Regions from separate parts of the Macaca mulatta genome. Here region 2 is linked to region 1. The links are chromatin contacts, called in public Micro-C maps. All regions are on one chromosome and are shown on one strand. The core of a region is the stretch at or near the end of the contact, and the rest is flanking DNA. Distances in the headings are between cores, read along the strand shown. Region 1 holds the start of LOC144331106. Region 2 holds the start of LOC699759.

Evidence for each region. A called contact is a pair of places that touch in the nucleus more often than the background predicts.
Region 2: a Micro-C map of CD4 T cells shows a contact between it and region 1, with 5 times the contacts expected there. The contact joins the promoter of LOC699759 here to the promoter of LOC144331106 in region 1. A contact is called at or near these places in 3 of 14 Hi-C or Micro-C datasets (CD4 T cells, fetal cortex germinal zone and liver).

What each region holds. Positions count from the first base shown.
Region 1 is chr9:52,356,670-52,364,183 of T2T-MMU8v2.0, reverse strand. It overlaps LOC144331106, which reads left to right and starts at 4,715. Exons shown (of 3, transcript XM_077946258.1): 1 at 4,715-5,312. The coding sequence starts at 4,728. The coding sequence ends at 5,270.
Region 2 is chr9:52,390,223-52,397,736 of T2T-MMU8v2.0, reverse strand. LOC699759 reads right to left here and starts at 4,791. Exons shown (of 6, transcript XM_077946259.1): 1 at 4,642-4,791; 2 at 3,087-3,139. The coding sequence starts at 4,654.

The DNA.
Region 1 (7,514 bases), core at 3,466-5,965:
AATAAAAAAATTTTTAAGTAAAAAATAAATTATTCAGATATAATACCTTAAGGATTGCTTTCTTTCTGTGTCTTCTTTCCTGAATCCCTAGTGAAGTCCTCAGGTCAGGGTGATAGTCTCCTAGGTGGTTCTCTTCTTCATTTCACAAGAACAGTTTTATTCCTTATGCTGTGGAGAAACCAAACGTAAAAATTCACCTTGTGTGAAGCCTTCACCAGTGACCTCAAATTGCTACCTCTCTTGGAACTCACTGACTTTTAAAAATTAAGGGTGGACTTTTAGTAAATTTGAAATGAAACTTTTAACATATGGCACACCAAATATCCATGACACCAAATCCCAGGAGCCCCACAGGGATAGTTTATAGCCACCCTCAGGTGAGAAAGACCTCAAGACCAAATTAGAAAGAAAAGAAAGAAGAAGTATATACATATATATACACACACACACACATATATCTCCACACTATTTTGTTTTCAATGAAAATTTTAACATATACTAAATTCTCATGTATATTTGGATCTTTCTGTGCTTTTTCGAAACTAGCACCAAGCTTAAATTACTTTTTATTTTATTTATTTATTTTTTGAGACAGAGACTTGCTTTGTCATCAGGCTGGGGTGCAGTGGTGCTATCTCGGCCTACTGTAACCTCTGCCTGCCAGGTTCAAGTGATTACCTGCATCAGCCTCCCGAGTAGCTGGGACTGCAGGCATGCACCACCACGCCCAGCTTATTTTTGTATTTTTAGTAGAGACGGGGTCTCACCATGTTGACCAGGATGTTCTCGATCTCTTGACCTCGTGATCCGCCCACCTCGGCCTCCCAAAGTGCTGGGATTACAGGTGTGAGCTACCATACCCAGCCTTAAATACCTTTTAAATTTGCATTTTCAAAAAAAGTTCTGTCCATAAAAAATGTCAACTCTGTGAAATATTTAAAGAGATTTATCCTGAGCCAAATGTGAGTGGACACGGCCCTTGACACAGCCCTCAGGAGATCCTGAGAACATGCGCCCAAGGTGGTTGGGGGTGCAGCTTGGTTTTACACATTGTAGGAAGGCATGAGACATCAATCAAATACTTTTAAGGAATACGTTGGTTTGTTCCAGAAAGGCGGGACAAAGTGGAGGGGGTGGGTGTGCTTCCAGGCTATAGGTAAATTTAACCATTTTCTGGTTGACAATTGGTTGAGTTTTTGTCTAAGGATCTGGGATCAATAGAAAGGAAGTGTTCAGGTTAAGATAAAAGATTGTGGAGACCAAGGTTCTTTCGAAGTCTCATAGTGACTGTCCTTAGAAACAAGAGATGACAAATGTTTCCTATTCAGACCCTTTAAAAGGTGCTACACACTCAGTCAATCTATTCAGAATTGGAAGGGCCTGGAAGGAAAAGGTCTAGCTATGTTAACAGAGATTATTTAGAGATGTGAATTTTCCCCACTGTGATACCCTACCTTGTTTTAACCTGAGTGACTCTCTCCTATCAGAGAGAGCCAGACTCCATTTTAGTTTCTTCACCTGCAGCCCCCTTTCACCTCCCTCCCTTAAGGCATAACTAGTGTAAACCTGACTCAAAGCACGTCCAGGAATGCACCTACTGATAAGATATTGACGAAAGCTGCACCAGCAGCTCCTGGGGACGCGCTCAGTGGATGGCACCCAAAACCCCTGCATTTATCTCTTTGTGATAGTTTAAGCCCCTGCACCTGGAACTGTTTATTGTTTTGTAACTGCATTTGTAACCAATTACTTTTTTAACCTTTTGCCAGTTCTGCTTCTGTAAAAATTGCTTCAGCTAAAATCCCCCCTCCCCTATTTACACCACGGTATTAAAAAAAAAAAAAAAAAAAAAAAAACTAGCCCGTTCCTCAGAGACGAGAGAATTTTGGGCATTAGCTGCCTCTCAGTAGCTAATAAAGGACTCTGATTTGTCTCAAAGTGTGGCATTTTTCTATAACTCGCTTGGTCACAACACCACAAAGGACGGCTTGCAGGGCCATTCCAAAATATGACAAAGAAACATGTTTTGGGGGTAAAATATTTTATTTTCTTCCTTGTCTCGTAATGTTATGCTAGAGTCAGGTTGAAAAGTAAGTCACATTATGTAGGGTTAAATAAAACCCATGTGAATCTATGGTTTGTAGGGCATAACTCCTGAGACCCCTTAGATAGAAATTTGGGTAAGATAAAAAAATCAGAGTTTAGTCCTCAGTTCCTTGCTATTCCCTGAGGTTGTTTCCTGAGGAAGTTAAAAATTATTTTATCAAGTAAAACAAAACTAAGCTCCCCATTAAGATTTATTTAAATTTGATTGAAATTGTGTTAAATTTTATAGTTTTCTGTAAGGGTAAATATTAAACATAAAAATTTGGGCTGGGCGCTCATGCCTGTAATCCCAGCACTTTGGGAGGCCGAGGCGGGTAGATCACGAAGTCAGGAGCTCAAGACCAGCCTGGCCAAGAAGGTGAAATCCCGTCTTTACTAAAAATACAAAAAAATTAGCTGGGTGTGGTGGTGGGCGCCTGTAATCCCAGCTACTCAGGAGGCTGAGGCAGAGAATTGCTTGAACCTGGGAGGCGGTGGTTGCAGTGAGAAGAGACCATGCCACTGCATCCTAGCCTGGGCGACAAAGGGAGACACTGTCTCAAAGAAAAAAACAAAACAAAAAACAACTGAATTTTTCTTCTTGCAAAAAGGGAAAAAGACCTTTCCTCCTCTCTTTTCTTACAGCATTTCCTTAAGAAAACTTGTAATTTTTTGTTTGTTTGTTTGGAGACGAGTCTCCCTCTGTCGCCAGGCTGGAGTGCAGTGGCCGGATCTCAGCTCACTGCAAGCTCCCCCTCCTGGGTTTAGGCCATTCTCCTGCCTCAGCCTCCCGAGTAGCTGGGACTACAGGCACCCGCCAACTTGTAATTTTAAATCCTTTCTCTGTCTCTGTGAGATTTAGCAAAACTTTTAAAAAAGTAAATAAGCTTCTTGCTAGTTTAACAGCCCAGGAAGGTCTTTCTTAATGGCCTTGGGTCATGTCTTTGAAATGTAAGCATCAAGGAAGATCGCACCCCATCTCCCTGCCTCTGTGGTAAACTCCCAGGCTCCTGCCTACCTGTTATTAACTACCTGCGTGTCATAGAGACACCAGAAACTTTACTTTTCATTTGCATAACGGCAATTAACTAACACTGATGGCTACCCTAATTATCACTTGAATTTCAGATGAATTATGCATAGCAAATGGTGTTGTACAGTCGTCTTGAGGACACGTTATCTTTTACCATGAGAAAATGGAATGCGTTATACCAGAATGGCTAATATAAAAAAAGATAGTTCTTCCTGTCTTCGTAAACTCATTAGTGGGCTGCGTGTGACGCACATAGCAGTCTGGTTTAATGTTTATTCAATAATGTAACTGTTTTGTCCTTTTCTCCATCTGTGGAGAGAATTTTCTGGATTGGCAAGAGGCTTTATTTTAAATTATTTCCTCAACACCTCGCATCCAGAAAAGTGGTGTGTGTGTGTGTGTGTGTGTGTGTGTGTGTATGTATTATGTGTGCATATTTTTTGTATATATATATGTGTGTGTTTATACACATGACTATACATACATATTTTTTCTAGATGATTCTACATATTTTAATATAATAAAGTTATTGACCAGGAAATAATTTGTTTTACATATACAGCCAAGTCCTCTTTCTGTATCCGAGGGGGAATTAGTTCCAGGACCTCCCTGGATTACTCAAATCCAGGGATGTTCAAGTCTTTGGTAGAAAATAACCTGGTATTTGCATAACCTACACACCTCCTCCCCTATACTTTAAATTACGTCTAGATTAATTGTAAACCTAACACAATGTAAATACTATGTAAATACTTTTACTGTATTGTTTAGAGTATGACGAGGGGAAAAGTTTGTACCTGCTCAGTAAGATATAATATTTTAAACCATTTCTTTTTTTTAGAGAAGGTCTCACTGTGTTGCACAGGCTGGTCTCCAACTCCGGGCCTCCAGTGATCCTCCCAGGTGGCTGAGATCACAGGCACAAGCCATCCCCGCCCAGATCATTTTTAAGTATTTTCAATCCGAGCTTAGTTGAATCCATAGATATGGACCCCCGGGATAAGGAGGGACGACTATATGTATTTCTTAGTGAAATGATAGTCATGATATTCTATACAATTAGATTAAAACTTGTGTAAATTCATGAGAAGGATGTACACCTAACATTACGCGCTTTTGCTTTTGGGAAGTGGTATACTCGTTTTCTGTTTTAGCTTATACATACTTTGTAGTTTATTACGATTCGCGTATCGTTTGCACAATTGTCAAAGGTACCATTCCTAACAGGAAGCGGTTACAGGACATTATCCTTCATTACTCCACGTACTCCTGCACCCACCGAGTTCAATCACTTTAACAAAACTGCCCATCAGTGATCCCTGGAGCACCTCACGGGGGCCTTCTGTCTTCAAGCCCCGACGTGAGCAGTGCAGCGCTCCAGCCATCACTGAGCAAGGCCAGCGCCCGCTACAGGAAACCCGACAGCAATCACTCAGGCCGCTGGAGGAGGGCGCGCCTCACGACGTCATCCAAGATGGAGTCGCAGCCGGGCCTTCTGGGAAGCGTAGTTTTGGAGTAGGGCTCGGGGAACGTTCTGCGCATGTGCAATGCTATCTCCTTTCTGGAGTTGGCGTTTTTCGCGCTAGGGTGGGGAGAGGATGTTCTGCGCATGTGCAATGCCATCTCCTTTCTGGCGTTGGCGTTTTTGTCTTACGCCCTATGGTGGGGAGAGGACTCTGGTGCCCCCGGGTCGCGGCTAGGCCGCAAAGGGCGGGGCCTGGGCTCGGCGCAGGCCGGGAGCAGAGGCCGATCCCCTACAGCTGTGCCAAGGCCCTTGCGGGCGGGCAGGACGTGGGAGGCGGGATCTAGAGCCTGGAAGCCGCCTCCAGGCCCCGAAGCGGCCTCCGCGGAGGGCCCCGTGTGGGAGCCGCCTGGCTGGGAGGTTGGCCGTCTGCGCTGGCGCCCCTTCCGGGAATGGCGTTTGCGCTACCTGCTTGAGGGGCGGCCAAAGGAGGCTTGCAGTGGCGGGGCAGTGGGCGCCCAGAGCAGCCGCATGTATGACGTGAACCGGAGCCGCCACGTCAGGCGCGTTGGCCGCTGCAGACGCCGCGCTCAAAAGCCGCCGCGACGTGGGCTCCGGTCCTGCGTATGCAGGTGGTCCCAGGGCGGCTGGATGCCCATCTGGCAAATGATGGGGGCCTTTGGGTACTGAATAGGGTAGTAGATGTAAAGTATGATACAGAACTAAATAAAGGTGAGCTGCTTCTGTTACAAGACATGCTGTTTTCATTATTGGCTCATTTAATCATCGTAACCATTCTTTCGATTTAACCACCTCCATTTAAATGTGACTACTAAAGATTCAGAGAGAGAAATTCGTTTACCCACGGTATTAGCAGGTGGGATGTAAATCCTCACTTTTTTCTGCGAATTCATGCGCCTTCCCACACTAAAATCCAGTCTTGCCTTGTATTTAGCACAGCATTTGTCCCTTGAGCACCACCAGAATGTAGCTGTGGAGTGTACTGAACCCAGTCTTAACCACGTAGTGTTCTGTTTCCAAAAATGCTTGGGGGAATCTTCAGAGCCCTTGAATCAAAAGGTTAATTATTTAAGGCCTTCCTGCATCCTTAAACCTTAGTTTCTTCTTAGAGGACTGTGAAACCTGTAAATTGAAACCACAATTTGAGCCCTCAATTTTGCATTTTACAGAAGCTGGGAATCCCATCCATCCCAGACGCTAGTTTCTGAAGAGAGGAAATGGGTCAAAGAATTTTTTTTAAAGATGAAAACTGCAGTTCATCAGTTCCACAATTTTATGGTGGTGATATAATACTTCTCATTGGCTGATAACTGAGCTTAGGTATTTTCTAAGCACTATGCTAGCTGGAAGTGGTTTTTGCTGCTTATTTTAGTTTTTCTTTTTTTTTTTTTTGGTACATAATGTACATATTTGTGGGGTACATGTGATATTTTGATATATGCATACAATGTGTGATCAAATACAGTATCCACCACCTCATTTCTTTGTTTTGTGAATATTCCAAATCTTCTAGCTACTCTGAAACACACAATAAATTATTGTTAACACTTGTCACCATACTGTGCTATTGAACACTAAGACTTATTCCTTCTACCTATTTTTGTACCTATTAACCTCTCTTCATGCCTCGCTCCCTGCTTCCCTTCGCAGCCTCTGGTAACCATCATTCTACTTCCTACCTTCATGAGATCAACTATTTTAGCTCCCATGTATGAGTGAGAGCATGATATTTGTCTTTCTGTGCCTGGCTTATTTCATGTAACATAATGTCCTCCAGTTCCATCTTTGTTGTTTCAATGACAAAATTTCATTCTTTTTATGGCTGAATAATACTCCATTGTGTATATATACCACAATGTTCATTACCTATTCATGCATTGATGGGTACTTAGGTTGATTCTGTATCTTGACTATTGTGAATAGTGCTACGATAAAAATGGGAGTGCAGAGATCTCTTCAATATACTGATTTCCTTTCTTTTGAATATATACATAGCAGTGAGATTGCTGGATCATATGGTAATTGTGTTTTTTATTTTTTGAGGAACCTCCATACTGTTCCACAGTGACTGTACTAGTTTACATTGCCACCAAGAGTGTATGAGGGTTCTCCTTTCTCCATATCCCCCAGCATTGCTTTTTTGTTTGTTTGTTTGTTTGTTTGTTTTTGCCTTTTTTATAATAGCTATTTTAAGGGGTAAAATGATATCCCATTGTGGTTTTGATTTGCATTTGTCTGATGATTAGTGATGTTGAACATTTTATCATATACCTATTGGCCATTTATATGTCTTCTATTGTGAAATGTCTGTTCAGATCATTTGCTCAATTTTTTTAAATCAAATTTTTTGTTTTCTGGCTATTGAGTTCCTTATATATTCTGGTTATTAATTCCTTGTGAGATGGGTGGTTTGCAAATATTTTCTCCTATTCTTTAGGTGTCTTTTCACTGTGATTGCTTACTTTGCTGTGCCGAAGCTTTTTAGTTTGATGTAATCCCATTCATCTATTTTTGCCTTTATTGCTTATGCCGTCAAGGTCTTACCAAAAAATTTTTGCCCAGACGAATGTTCTGAAGCATTTCCAAATGTTTTCTTCTAGTAGTTTCATAGTTTCAGCTCATACATTTAAATCTTTAATCCACTGTCATTTGATTTTTGCATATGATGAGAGACAGGGTCTAGTTTCATTCTTCTGCATATGAATATCCAGTTTTCTCAGCACCATTTATTGAAGAAACTGTCATTTCTCCAATGTATGTTCTTGGTGCCTTTGTCAAAAATGAAATTGGCTATAAATGCATGTATTTATTTCTCAATTCTCTTTTCCATTGGTCTATGTGTCTCTTTTTATGCCCGTAACCTACTGTTTTGTTTACTATAGCTTTATAGTATGTTTTGAAGTCTGGTAGTGC
Region 2 (7,514 bases), core at 3,542-6,041, 33 kb before region 1:
GGCCGGCACCTGTAATCCCAGCTACTCAGGAGGCTGAGACAGGAGAATCCCTTTAACCTGGGAGGCAGACATTGCAGTGAGCCGAGGTCGACACCATTGCACTCCAGCCTGGGTAACAAAAGCAAAACTCCATCTCAAAAAAAAAAAAAAAAAAAGAAGCATAATATGAAGATCAAAGATCAAGAATGAAATAAGGACTACAGAGACATTTATAATATAGTGGGTGTTCAAAGCCATCAAGAGAAAATCAGAAGGTTGTCAGAAAACTGGGGAAAAAAAATAATCAAGAATGGAATTGGAGGCCAGGCACGGTGGCTCGCATCTGTAATCCTAGTACTTTGGGAGGTCAAGAGAGGCGGCTCACTTGAGGTCAGGAGTTCAAGACCAGCCTGGCCAACATGGCGAAACCCCACCTCTACTAAAAGTACAAAAAAATTAGCCAGGCGTGGTTGCGGGTGCTTGTAATCCCAGTTCCTTGGGAGGCTAAGGCAGGAGAATCACTTGAACCCGGGAGGTGGAAGTTGCAGTGAGTTGAGATCACACCACTGCACTCCAGCCTGGGAAACTCTGTCTCAAAAAAAAAAGGTAAGTAGTTCTTCCCAAATTTATATATAGGTTCAATTCAACCCCAAAGAAAGGCTCAGCAAGTTATTTTATGAATACTAACAACATTTGTATGGAAATGCAAGAAACTAGGACGAGCCAGGATCTTGCTGAAGAAAAAAATGTGTTAAACCCACTAGTAGATGCTAAGATATTTCACCAAGTGTGGTACTGGCACAACCAACCAACAGAACACAGTCCAAAAAACACACAGACATATATATACACACAATTGACAACAAATATCACAATGTAAAACAGTGGGGAAAGGACGGTGTTTTCAAAAATAATTCTACATTAATTGTATGAAAAAAAGGAATCTGACATCTACCTCATACAAAAGTAGACACTCATTCCAATGAAAGAGACGTAAATATGAATGCCAAAACAATAAATATTTTAAAAGATAACAAAAGAGATTATCTTCATGACCTCGAAGTAGGAAAAGTCATCTAAAATAGTACACAACACCAACAAATAAACTTAATAAACTAATCTAGGGATTGGTAAACTTTTTCTGTAAAAAGTCAGACATTAAATATTTCACCAGGCACAGTGGCTCACACCTGTAATCCCTTGGGAGGCCAAGGCAGGCAGATCACTTGAGGCCAGGAGTCCAAGACCAGCCTGGCCAAGTGAAACCCCATCTCTATTAAAATACAAAATTAGCTGGGTGTGATGGCACGTGCCTGTAATTTCAGCTACTTGGGAGACTTAGTCAGGAGAATTCCTTGAGCCCTGAACGCAGAGGCTGCAGTGAGCCAAGATCACACCACTGCACTCTAGCCTGGGTGACTGAGTGAAACTCTCTCCAAAAAAAAAAAGAAAAAATGAGATATTAAACTTGGGGCTTTGCAGGCCAAAAGGTTCCTGTCACAACTAGTCAACTCTGTCACTGAAGCCACAGATTAAATGTAAATGAGTGAATGAGCAGAGAGGTGTCAGGATTGTGAAGGGGACAAGATGGCAGCTTCAGGAGTGCTGGCAATGTTCGTTTTGACCTATGTATTCATTACTTGCACCATGGATTTGTAATAATTCATTAAGTTCCATATTTAAAATTTAGGGGGTTTTCTATCTATCTGCTACACATGTAGAAATAAGATTCATTAAAAATTAAAATACGTAATCCCAGCACTTTGAGAGGACGAGGCAGGTGGATCATGTGGTCAGGAGACTGAGACCAGCCTGGCCAACATGGTGAAACCCTGTGTCTACTAAAAATACAAAAATTAGCTGGGCGTGGTGGCGTGTGCCTGTAATCTCAGCTACTCGGGAGGCTGAGGCAGGAAAATCGCTTGAACTAGGGAATCGGAGGTTACAGTGAGCCGAGATCACACCACTGTGCTACAACCTGGTGACAGAGCGAGACTCTGTATCAAAAAATAAATAAATAAATATATACATTTTAATTTATTGGCCCTGCACACTGGCTCACGCCTGTAATCTCAGCACTTTGAGAGGCCAAGGAGGGCAGATCACGAGGTCGAGATATCAAGACCATCCTGGCCAACATGGTGAAACCCCATCTCTACTAAAAATACAAAAATTAGCCAGGTGTGGTGGCACATGCCTGTAGTCCCAGTTACTCGGGAAGTTGAGGCAAGAGAATCGCTTGTAGCCGGGAGGTAGAAGTTTCAGTGAGCCAAGATCACGCCACTGTACTCCAGCCAGGCGACAGAGCAAGACTCCTTCTCAAAAAATAAATAAATAAATAAATAAATAAATAAATAAATAAATAAATAAAATACATGTTAACTTAATTGATCAAACACTACATACAAAAGAAAATCGGAACCTGTGTAAAGTAAAAATGGAAAAAGCAGTTTGACTGAATAGGTTGTACTCATTTCAGGGCTATCACTGGAAGGTTATTCACTGTGGGTCTCTATGCATCTGCCAGGAAGTCTTTGTGTCTTCAGAAGAGTCAGTCTGTCTGTATCCAGTGTCTTCCTTTCTGCCACGGTTGTTGGAGACATAAGAACGTATGAAGCTCAACTTACTGACTCTAACTTGGCCCTGCTATTGATCTGTTATTTTCTGTTCAATTTTTATCTATTACTAATTTCTCATCTTAACACATTGGCTCTTGGCCCAGCACGGTGGCTCACGCTTGTAATCCCAGCACTTTGGGAGGCCTAGGATTGACTGAGCTCAGGAGTTCACGACCAGCCTGGGCAACATGGTAAAACCCGTCTCTAATAAAATGTAAAAAATTAGCCAGGCGTGGCGGCGTGCGCCTGTAGTTTCAGCTACTCAGGAGGCTGAGGCAGGAGAATTGCTTGAACCCGGGAGGCAGAGGTTGCAAAGGTAGCAGTGAACCGAGATGGTGACACTGCACTCCAGCCTGGGTGACAGAGCGAGACTCTGTCTCACAAAAAAAAACAACAAAAACCAACAACAACAACAAAAAACCCTATTGACTCTTACAAATTTCACAAAGTCCACTGCAAAATAAAGTAGGGAATTAATAAACAACTTACCTTGTTCATTTTGTTCTGTTCTTGGAAAGATGGAGACAACTCTGAAGATACAGCTGAGTCAGAAAAAGAGGAATGGGGTCATGAAAGATTAGGCCCGCCTGGCAACTCCCAGATTCTTCTGCCCCAAGAAGCCATACACACCCACTAGGTAAAATGCTCCCCCTGGGAAAATATCAATGTCCTCTGACACTTCAGAATAGGCGGTAGAAATAGTGAAAGACCACCCTAATATAACTCCAACATAATCATGTGGCTCTTGGGCACAAGATTTTTCACCTGGTGAAAGTAAATATTTACTTCCTTAAGGATTTCAATCTGCCTCGGTGTTCACAAAAAAATGCAAAATGATAATATTGGCCAAACAAGTTAATACATTTAATGAAGGAACATTAACACTAAAACCATTGTAAAAAATAGGACTAAGCTATCGATTTTCCAGTAATATTACTTAACCTCTGGTGAGTGACTCCACAGAAAGCCACAAGCGGCAGTGCTTCAAGGAAAAAATCAGTTTTAATTTCTTCATCTAACTTTGTTATTTCTCAAAAGGATGTTTTAAACTTGCTTTGACATGTGGAAAAGTAGACAATACTGGCTCAGGGGTCAGGAGATGTGACTTTCAGTCTTCCCTACTAACAAACTGTGATCCTGAACAAGTCATTAACCCTGACAAACAAACAAAAAAAAATTTTTCTTCTAACAAATGAAGCAAAATTAGGAAATTCTCTTTTTTTCTTTTTTTTTCTTTTTTTTGAGATGGAGTTTCGCTCTTGTTGCCCAGTCTGGAGTGCAATGGTGCGATATCGATCTCGGCTACCTGCAACCTCCGCTTCCCGGGTTCAAGCAATTCTCCGCCTCAGTAGCTGGGATTATAGGCATGCGCCATCATGTATGGCTACTTTTCCTATTTTTCTAGTAGAGAGGGGATTTCGCCACGTTGGTCAGGTTGGTCTCGAATTCCTGCCTTCAGGTGATCCACCCGCCTCGGCCTCCCAAAGTGCTGGGATTACAGGAGACAGCCACCCAGCCAGGCCAAAATTATGTAATTCTTTAAGATCCTTCCTGAGTGCAAGATCAAGTCAGGACAGAGGAACAGCAAATACCAAGATGCAGTGATGGACATGACCGGAGGGCAGTTTGGGACTTAGGATGAATGCAGAACTGGGAAGGGAGTTCGTAGGTCGGGGGGTGGTGGTGCGACTGCACCCGCCCTTCCCCACCCAGGTACCGCGCCGCCCTAGCACACGCGCACACGCTAGACCAGACAACTGCCCCTCCCGCAGGGCTCAGCGCGCGGATCGCGCAAGCGCACATGCCCTCCTCCGGACCCCAGCAAACGGGGCAACACACGCCGCGAAGCCCGCTCCGTACAGAGGCTGCGCCTTTGACGAACCGGCCTAGCGTCCTGGCAGACGTGCTGCAGCCCCGCCCTCCCCGGCTTCCCCTGTGAGGTCCCCGGTACTCTTGGCCACCACCTGGCACTGGTCCCCTGCCGCCCGCCCCCGGAGTCGCGCGAGGTACTCTCTCCGTCCCTGCCCAACCCGCCTAGGCTTACCCCGCTTCCTCATCCGGTTGCATTAGCCATAGAAGAGCGCACAGACCCTTGAAATCCCGGGACCGCCTCCCACGCAAAACCTGAGACAAACAAAAGGAAAGACGGAAACGCAAAATCGCAGAAGAGGTAGCCGGCGGCCCAAGCATGCGCAGAGCCCACGCGCAAAGCCTGGCGCTGTAGGCGCCCAACCTGGAAACTAACTTTCCCGTGAGGCAGCGCGAGCAGGCCTTCGGGATTGGCGGAGAGGTGCCCCCGTTAGGCAGTGAGCGGATGCGGTCTGAATTGGTGCGGGAGCTACCCGCAGCCCTGGCTCTCCTGGGGCGCCCCAAAGGGATGCACTGAAGGGAGGTCTGTGGGCAGTGAGTGTGCAGTTTAGACACAGACGCGTCAAGGAAGGGACAGGTGCGTGTCAGTTTCACGTTAAATGTTAGGAAGTAGATCTCGATTCAGTTTAAAAGACTGACACTATCGGCGATTCTTTGGGGGGAGCGGAGGAAAGGGGGAGGTGCCTCGGAAAGCTACTTCATCAAAATCGTTAAAGCAATAAACGGGAATTGTAGCTCAGTGAGAAAATAGACATAATCTAGAAGAAGAAAATAAATGTCACGTATGATTTCCTCTGTGACATTAAAATTGCTTGACTATATGGAAATACATTTAGTCTCTCTGTACCTTTCTTAGGAAGACAAAATTCCTAAAAGAACATCAACAAATTTTTGTATTTTTTCTTTGATCTTTAGTGCATTGTGTACTTTACAAAAGCATTCTCAACTTTATCCACAGTAAGTAAAAACCTAAATGAACAGACAGTATACGTTTTAAAAAGCAGGAAAAAATGCCTGAGAAATAGCTATATATAGCTGTATCTATCTATACATATAATATTGCTCTATTCAAAGTAGTTTGGCACCTGCTCCATGGAAATAAGACACCATGATTAAGCGTGTTCAAATACAGCATTTCAAAACAGTGAGGGAAAGAATGGAGTATTCCAAAGAGCATGTCATTCTGAACAATTTGGAATATAGAGATGTACATAGATCACACGTGATAAAATTAACATGTATACAATATTGAAACATTTAAGCCAGTAAACGAGTATAAATTTTTGAAAATTGACATGTGGGCCAGGCACAGTGGCCAACACCTGTAATTCTGGCACTTTGGGAGGCGGAGGCAGGAGGACCACTTGATCCTTGGAGTTCAAGACCAGCCTGGGCACTATAAGATGGGACCCCCATCTCTACAAAAAATTAAAAATAACAATTAGCCAGGGATGTAGGCAAGCGCCTGTGATCCCAGGTACTCAGGAGGCTGAAGTTGGACGATCACTTGAGCCCTGGGTTGCAGTAAGCCATCATGGCACCACTGCACTCCAACCTGGGTGACAAAGTGAGACTTTGTCTCCAAAAAAAAAAAAAAAGAAAAAAAAAAGAAAAGGGATGTGATGCCAAAGACAGCAACTATAAATTTAGTATCAGTTACATTTTATAATAGAGAAAAATAAGCAGCTCCATTCCAGCAAAACTTTTAAAGTCCATTATGATAATTGAAAGAAATGCAAATATGGCCAGGCATGGTAGCTCATGCCTGTAATCCCAGCACTTTGGGAGGCTGAGGCAGGCAGATCATGAGGTCAAGAGATCCAGACCATCCTGCCCAACATGGTGAAACCCCTTCTGTACTAAAAATACAAAAATTAGCTGGGCGTGGTGGTGTGCACCTGTAGTCCCAGCTACTGGGGAGGCTGAGGCAGGAGAATTGCTTGAACCCGGGAGGTGGAGATTACAGTGAGCCAAGATCAGGCTACCGCACTCCAGCCTGGTGACAGAGTGAGACTGCGTAAAAAAAAAAAAAAAGCAAATATTTGGATAAAAATATGTGAAACTTTTATTGAAATTTACATTTTTAAATTTATGCTTTATATACTGAAAAGTTCACTTTATTTGGTGCATAATTGTATGAGTTTTGACAAATGCATAGATTTGTGTAACCACCACCACAAGCAAGATACAAAATTGTTTCACCTCTGTCAATAAAATTCCTCCATGCTACCTTTTTAAAGTCAGATTCTCTCACCACTCTTAGCCTCTTGCAACCACTATCTATTCTTTGGGCCTATATGTTTGCCTTTTTAGAATATTACATAAATGGAATCATATAGTATGTAGTCTTTGAATCTGGTATATTTTACTAACACAATGCAGTTGAGATCCTTCCGTGTTGTTTTGTGTACCAATACCTCTGTTTTTCTTGCTGTTAGAAACAAGTGCCCAGTACCTCAAAGAAAACCAGCACATAGGCAGAAAATTCCTAAGCAGGGCAAATTTACTTCTGCAGAAGGGTGCAGCTTGCACGAGTCACGATCACAAGAGTACACTCAGAGGGGTGGGGCAGGGGTTTTTATCCCTGATGCAGTTCCTAGCACTTCTGTGTCCCTTCCCCATTGGCTGGGGTTGGACCTCACAATCGAAGCTAACTCAATTGGCTAAGGTTTAAAATTGAATAAGTCTATTAGGCGGGAAGGAAGTGGCACTGTCTATTACTAGGTGGGAAGGCATATCTGGACTTGTCTGGGCACGGCAAAGGCGGGAAGGTTGTTTACAGAACAGGTAGCTAGGAGACAAGGAAGTACAAGGAAGTAGGTCTTAAGCAACAAAGAACAGGGAACTAATGCTTTTTGAAGAGGAATGTATCACCTCTGACATTGCTGACTCCTATTTCTTGGTATGGATTTACCAGTTTCCTTATCCATTCCCCTGTCCAGAGATATACAAGTTGTTTCCAATTGGGGAAATTGTAAATAAATAAAATATTTTTAAGTTTAAGATTTGAAAATACTGAAAAAAACACTAATATACACCTATGGTATG